Regions from separate parts of the Bombyx mori genome. Here region 2 is linked to region 1. Evidence: chromatin contacts called from public Hi-C data. All regions are on one chromosome and are shown on one strand. The core of a region is the stretch at or near the end of the contact, and the rest is flanking DNA. Distances in the headings are between cores, read along the strand shown. Region 1 overlaps LOC101737318 (transducin beta-like protein 2). Region 2 holds the start of LOC101737318 (transducin beta-like protein 2).

Evidence for each region. A called contact is a pair of places that touch in the nucleus more often than the background predicts.
Region 2: a contact with region 1 is called in a Hi-C map of middle silk gland, with 2.2 times the contacts expected there. The contact joins the promoter of LOC101737318 here to the enhancer-like site in region 1. A contact is called at or near these places in 3 of 7 Hi-C or Micro-C datasets (middle silk gland and whole pupa).

Annotation. Positions count from the first base shown.
Region 1 is chr8:8,616,094-8,619,031 of ASM3026992v2, forward strand. LOC101737318 (transducin beta-like protein 2) reads right to left here. Exons shown (of 6, transcript XM_004932074.5): 6 at 1-1,553. The coding sequence ends at 1,339. Among protein-coding and RNA genes, the nearest start is that of Mir2807a-3, 21 kb to the right of the region's middle. Within about 2 kb of position 1,513, at least 4 of the 8 cell types and tissues checked have open chromatin away from gene starts, as enhancers often do.
Region 2 is chr8:8,693,393-8,696,262 of ASM3026992v2, forward strand. It overlaps LOC101737318 (transducin beta-like protein 2), which reads right to left and starts at 1,343. Exons shown (of 6, transcript XM_004932074.5): 1 at 990-1,343. The coding sequence starts at 1,140.

The DNA of each region.
Region 1 (2,938 bases), core at 263-2,762:
AAATTAACAAATTGTATCATATCTCCTTCATTTACTCATGTCTTCAGTTATTACTATTTTTTATATCGTCTTTCCGCGGTATCTTATCTTCTAACATAACCCTCCCACTAATTCCTGTTCTGACTTTCTAACCCAAGTTAACTAGCGACAGGGCGTCATGTGAGTCAAAAAAAAAAGAGTCCTATTTCTGCCATGAAGCAGTAATGCGTTTCGGTTTGAAGGGTGGGGCAGCCGTTGTACTGTAAAAACTTGGGCTTAGAACTGATTCTCAAGGTAGGCGGCGTTATAGACGTGATTGATGTTTATGGGCTCCGGTGACCATTTAACATCAGGTGGGCCGTGAGCTCGTCCATCTGCCTCAGTAATAAAAAGGTTCATTATTCCTAAGGTCCAAGTCATGCTCCGGTCGTAAACCAAATCGAATATTAATAAGAACACACTACTTACCATCTACCACTTAGTGGAATAAGACTTATGCATATTTCTATAGGAAACAGGATTTGATTTCTTAGTGACACTTGACCAAGAAATCTGACTCAAATACATCAAAATACATAACAGTTGTCAAAATTAGATTACCATTTCAAACGGATACTTTTATTTACCACTAATATATGAATCTATAATGACTGAATTAGAAAGATATCATAATTTTTTTGAGATTACTATTATTATTACTTATTGAGCAATGAAAATATTACAATAATATTGTATTAAGACTTCTCTACATTTTACAAAATACAAATGCAATAACCACAAACATATTTTTTTTCATCAAGAGATCGTTCCTAAAAACCGTTCGCAATACTTACCTAAAATTAAATGTACCGTATTATTACAAAATTGAAAAATAATATTTTCAAATTCGAACACCTTTGAAAGGGCATCTACACACGCTCACAATAAGAAACTGCTAATGACATGTCGAACAAAGTGAAAACGAATGTTTTAAATTTTACATCGAATTGTCAAGTAAATAAAGTTATATAAACGAAATGTTTACATAATGTCTGCAAATTATTGTTAATTGGTTTAAACTGTAAGTTCATACTTAACAAAATAAAATTATGACAAAACTAATTACCTACGTTATATTATATAAATGCAATTTTGTGATTATTTCGTTATCGTCTCGAGATATAATAACATAATAATAAAAACTACCTACAAATATAAACATTGGGAAAATACTATCACCGTTCTAATTACTTACAATTGTTACGATTGTAAAATTGTTATTACACATATAATCAGTCCGTAGATAAATTACGATACGGCCTAGGAAATACGATATAAAAAAATACTAATTAGTGCAAAATTAGAGATATCTCTTTACCCTTACTTACCGAATTTCTTTAAGGTCTGCTTGCAATCTTGTATTGTTTTATGAAGACGTTCCACAGTCGCGGAGGTCTGTTTACTTTTGAGAAGTCTTTTGCAACTCTCAATGGTCGTGAAGTATCCGCAAACGTTGTGGAGCACCCTCACGACTCGGTCGCCGCATACGAACAAATACTGGCCGCTTGCGTCAAACTTCATGTAGTTAACTAGACCTGTAATAACAACGGGGACGTTCTTTACGAGTAAGCTTAAATAGGATAGAGATTAGATGATCGTTTTGTATTGAAATTGGACGAGAGAGAGAGAGAGAGAGATAGAGAGCATACTTTATTGCACACCAAAACACAATAAATTTAACATCAGAAAACAGTCGACAAGCAGATAATACATTTGTACAATAGGCGGTCTTATCGCTAAAAGCGATCTCTTCCAGACAACCGTTTAATTACCCGACATTCTGGACAGATAAAGATACAACAGGTATGTTGCGGTGTACTATTAACAACATATTATTAAAGAAAATACATAGGACGAGAGCGATAACAATACAGTTTTCTAAATTAAAAAATGAAAGATGTGGTGTCGTGGGACACCAGGTAGGAACGAGGTTCCTTCGGCTAATGTAGAATCGACACAATTTGCAAAAAAAAAATCGTGCTCAATTTTATGTAGGTTTTCTTGATTTTTCTCTTAAATTTTGCTGATTAGTTTTTATTTACTTAAGTACAGGAAAGTATTTAGGAAATTCAGTATTTTAGGAAATAATAAATTACGTAAAATAGAAAGAGAATGGATGAGAGAACGAAAAGAAAGAGGGAGAAAGAGAAAGGTATTATACACTACTCGCTTGTGTATGCGACTGTCGCGCCTGCGCACGTCTCATTTAACGGTTTCATTCCACGCACTTTTTTCCACGGATTTTTTCTTACGGTTTTACTATCACATTTTTTTCAGTTCGGTCGCGCAGCAAAATCCCTATCCCCTTCAAGCCTGCCGTAAGGAACTTCGTTCCAAAAACGATTTCACTTAAATTCGTCTGCGAATGTTTTATACACTTTTTAAAGACAGATTGTGGAGCTCAAAACTGTTCGTTATAATAAATACTACCTCGGTATTGATGGAAAACAATTTTGGTCTGTTAAGTTAGGTCTTAATTTCAATGTAACATATATAATTAAAGCAACTAGTGGATGCAAAAATTCTTTCCTACCGAAACTTAACCTCTGGTCTTTGAAACTTTGAGCTCACCTATTGGTTCGGTGAATCTAGTATAAACCCTCGAGGTTACAAGAATAGGTAGGAAAAAAAACCCAAAAAGAATGAAGTTAGTTTACATACAAATATTCTACTTATTTCTGCTGGAAATCAGTCATGCGTCATGGTTGGAGCATGCGTTATACTTTACTACTGATACTTCGACTTAATCTCTCCAAGTGGCAACATCATTGACCTAATATTTATATACTCTAGTAACCGCAGAACACCTAGTTTTCTCCTCTGCCCAACCCCAATGACAAACATTGTTACGCTGGCTACATTCACTGGCATTTATAACAAACTAGCTGTATCCGTCCGCTTCGTTGGGCATTTAATATTA
Region 2 (2,870 bases), core at 93-2,592, 77 kb after region 1:
ATTAAGTATTATTTTTTAATACTTTAATTCATCTTTTAAATCATATTTATTTAATTATGATTATGCAGTGAAAGTTTGTATTTTTAATTTTTTTACATTACATATTATATTTATCTAAGAATACATAAATGTTACCTTTTGTAACAAAAATTAGATTTAGACATATCTGTGTACAATATAAATGTTCATATTTGATTCCTCCATCTGGCATAGTCATAGTCTGCCTTGTCTTGGAAAACAATATTTGCACAGATGGTGACGATATGTTATTGTCCTAACCATAAGTTTCTGTTATTAGGCCTTTATGTGTTACTTATTCATTTCAATTTACATAAATATATATATATTCAGAAGCCCTGTACTAACTGTACTATTTAATTTAATAATTATTTTTCTTTCCAAGCTACAATGTACTTCTTCAGTTCTATTACAGAAGAAATGGCTTTGTGATACTTAACAATAGAGAACAATAAGATGCTAGTACATATTTTATTTTATATATTTTTGTAAAATGTAATCAATAAATTGAACATGAAATTGCATTATATAGTCAAAATTCGTACTTTTCTTATACTTTAGGTTTTCTTTAAAGAAAATTATCGACGACATTTTCTTTAAGCTTTATATGTAAAATAATGGGATCATTAACACATATTTTTTTCTATAATTAATTATATGAGATCTTTAGTTCAATGACTTACAGAGTACAGTTGTTGAGGACGTAAATTCTATGTATGTCAGGTACATTCTCAAGTCAACTTTTCAAGTACAGTTATAGCATCCGCTCGCATAGCACAAAAACCGCATGAGATACATACTAGGTACCTACTGTGTCCGTTGCCGGTAAATAGTTATGCTTTTACGTACATACCTTCAACTTATTTGAATCTGCTAAAAAAATTCGGCGAATTTTCTGGTGTTGTTTTTAAAATAATTAAGAACTATTTAAAAAAATTTAGAAGCTTCTAAAATTTAATTCTAACCCTTACCAGAATTGTTCTCTCTCTCACGTTCCTCCACCGCTTGGTTTTTGTTGCGGAATATAATTTTGTAAATGAAATGCAACAAAACGCAGACTAAAACTGCAGTTGCCGACAAGAGGAACACGTGAATGTTTTGACCGCTTTCAATCTCTCCCATTCTGACTAAATTCTTTCGCGGAAACTAAGAATAGTGCACAAATTAAGATTTACGATAAATTATAATCACGCGGTCACACAAACAATAACTAACCACAGATACTTATATGACTGACTGAACAGAATTGATTGAATGAAGTGAATATATTCAATTAGTCAACCACGATGCGGCGCGGGAACACGTGCCGGTACTTATCTGTCACTGTCAAACTGTCAAGCTTTGTTTTTGTCGTTTTCTACAAGACCTGGTATTTGTGCTTTTAAGCCAAATAAGTTTTAAAATCTCAAGCTTCTTAAATCAGCCAGCTTCTTAATTAGCAATTCAAAAAGCCAAACATGGAGCATAGGCATAGATCAAATTACGAAACTAAAGATTAATGTATTTGAGTATTATAATACTGGTCCGGATTTGATTCACTGTTATAGTCATTATCAAACGTAATAATGTATTTTGATTTCAGACTTTTGTTATTTTGTAGTTTTGTACAACTTCAGCATCAGTAATATCGTAGAGCAAATAGGCGTTTGCCGAAATGCTTAAAATTAAAATAAGTTATTCAATAGTGCATTTCATACTATCACATTGGTGAACAAAAACATTTAGAAATGAAATAAGCTAAATTGCTAAATCTAAAAAATTGCAGAAATCTAGGTAGAGAGTGTACATGTAACTGTGAACACCTACCCTAATGCATTGTGGTCACCCATTATGTGTTTCTAGAAATCATTTTTGGCACACGCTAGCAGATTAGATTTAATTTTCCATAGTGTTTCTTTCTCAAGTGGTCTCACGGATAGTTATTTTAAGTTATATACACGAGTGTATAAGAGTTGTAGACAGGCAGGAAATTTACGAAGGCAATAGTAAGCTCCTGTTAAAAGAATATGGCTCCAAGTAACATTATGTTATGTTGCATACTGTTATTATTGACCAAACTCAAAAGTTGGCTAGGTACCTTTTAACTATGGCTTTATGGATTGAGTCTAAAAAACATTTTCAGTCATAAAAAGAGTATGTTATCTATTTAAAAGAAAAATAGTATTTAATCAGTGGAGTATGTAAGTACATTGCTAAAAGCAATGAGTTTGTTTAACTAAAATCTGACAAGTGTCATGAAATACACTTAATGAGATTGAAATCTGTTGAATAATAATAATACTTATAAACTCAATTTTTCAACAATGTAGAATGAAGTACCAAATTTTAAGTTTTATTGTAAATTAAAATGTCGTCTCGTCGGGGTGGCAGGTATCAATATCTTGACTCTGTAGAAAACTAGAATATGGTTATTTGAAAGGCTTGCTTGTTTTATACATATTTCAAAATTTAACATTAGCGAACAAACAAAAGAAAGACATGCTTGAATAATTTGTTATGTTTGCCTCATTTTATACTTATAACTTCACTTTGAAACTATATACTACAAAATAATCTAAATATCAACTAAAAATTATACTATGGAGATAGTGTTTTACAGCTCTTGTGCAAAAAAGTTGAGTAACTATTAATAGGTTGTTGTTGTTGTTGTAGTCCTAGGGTACCCCGCTGGTAGATAGGGCCCTCGCAAGTTGTCTCCACTTTACCCTGTCTTGCGCTTGCTCCTTGACATCACTCCAGGTCACGTTGGCAGTCCTCATCTCACTCTCTACGGTGCGTCGCCAAGTGTGTACAGGGCGACCAATAGGTACTCAAAATTTATTATCCAAAACAATAACCAAAACTAAACAGAT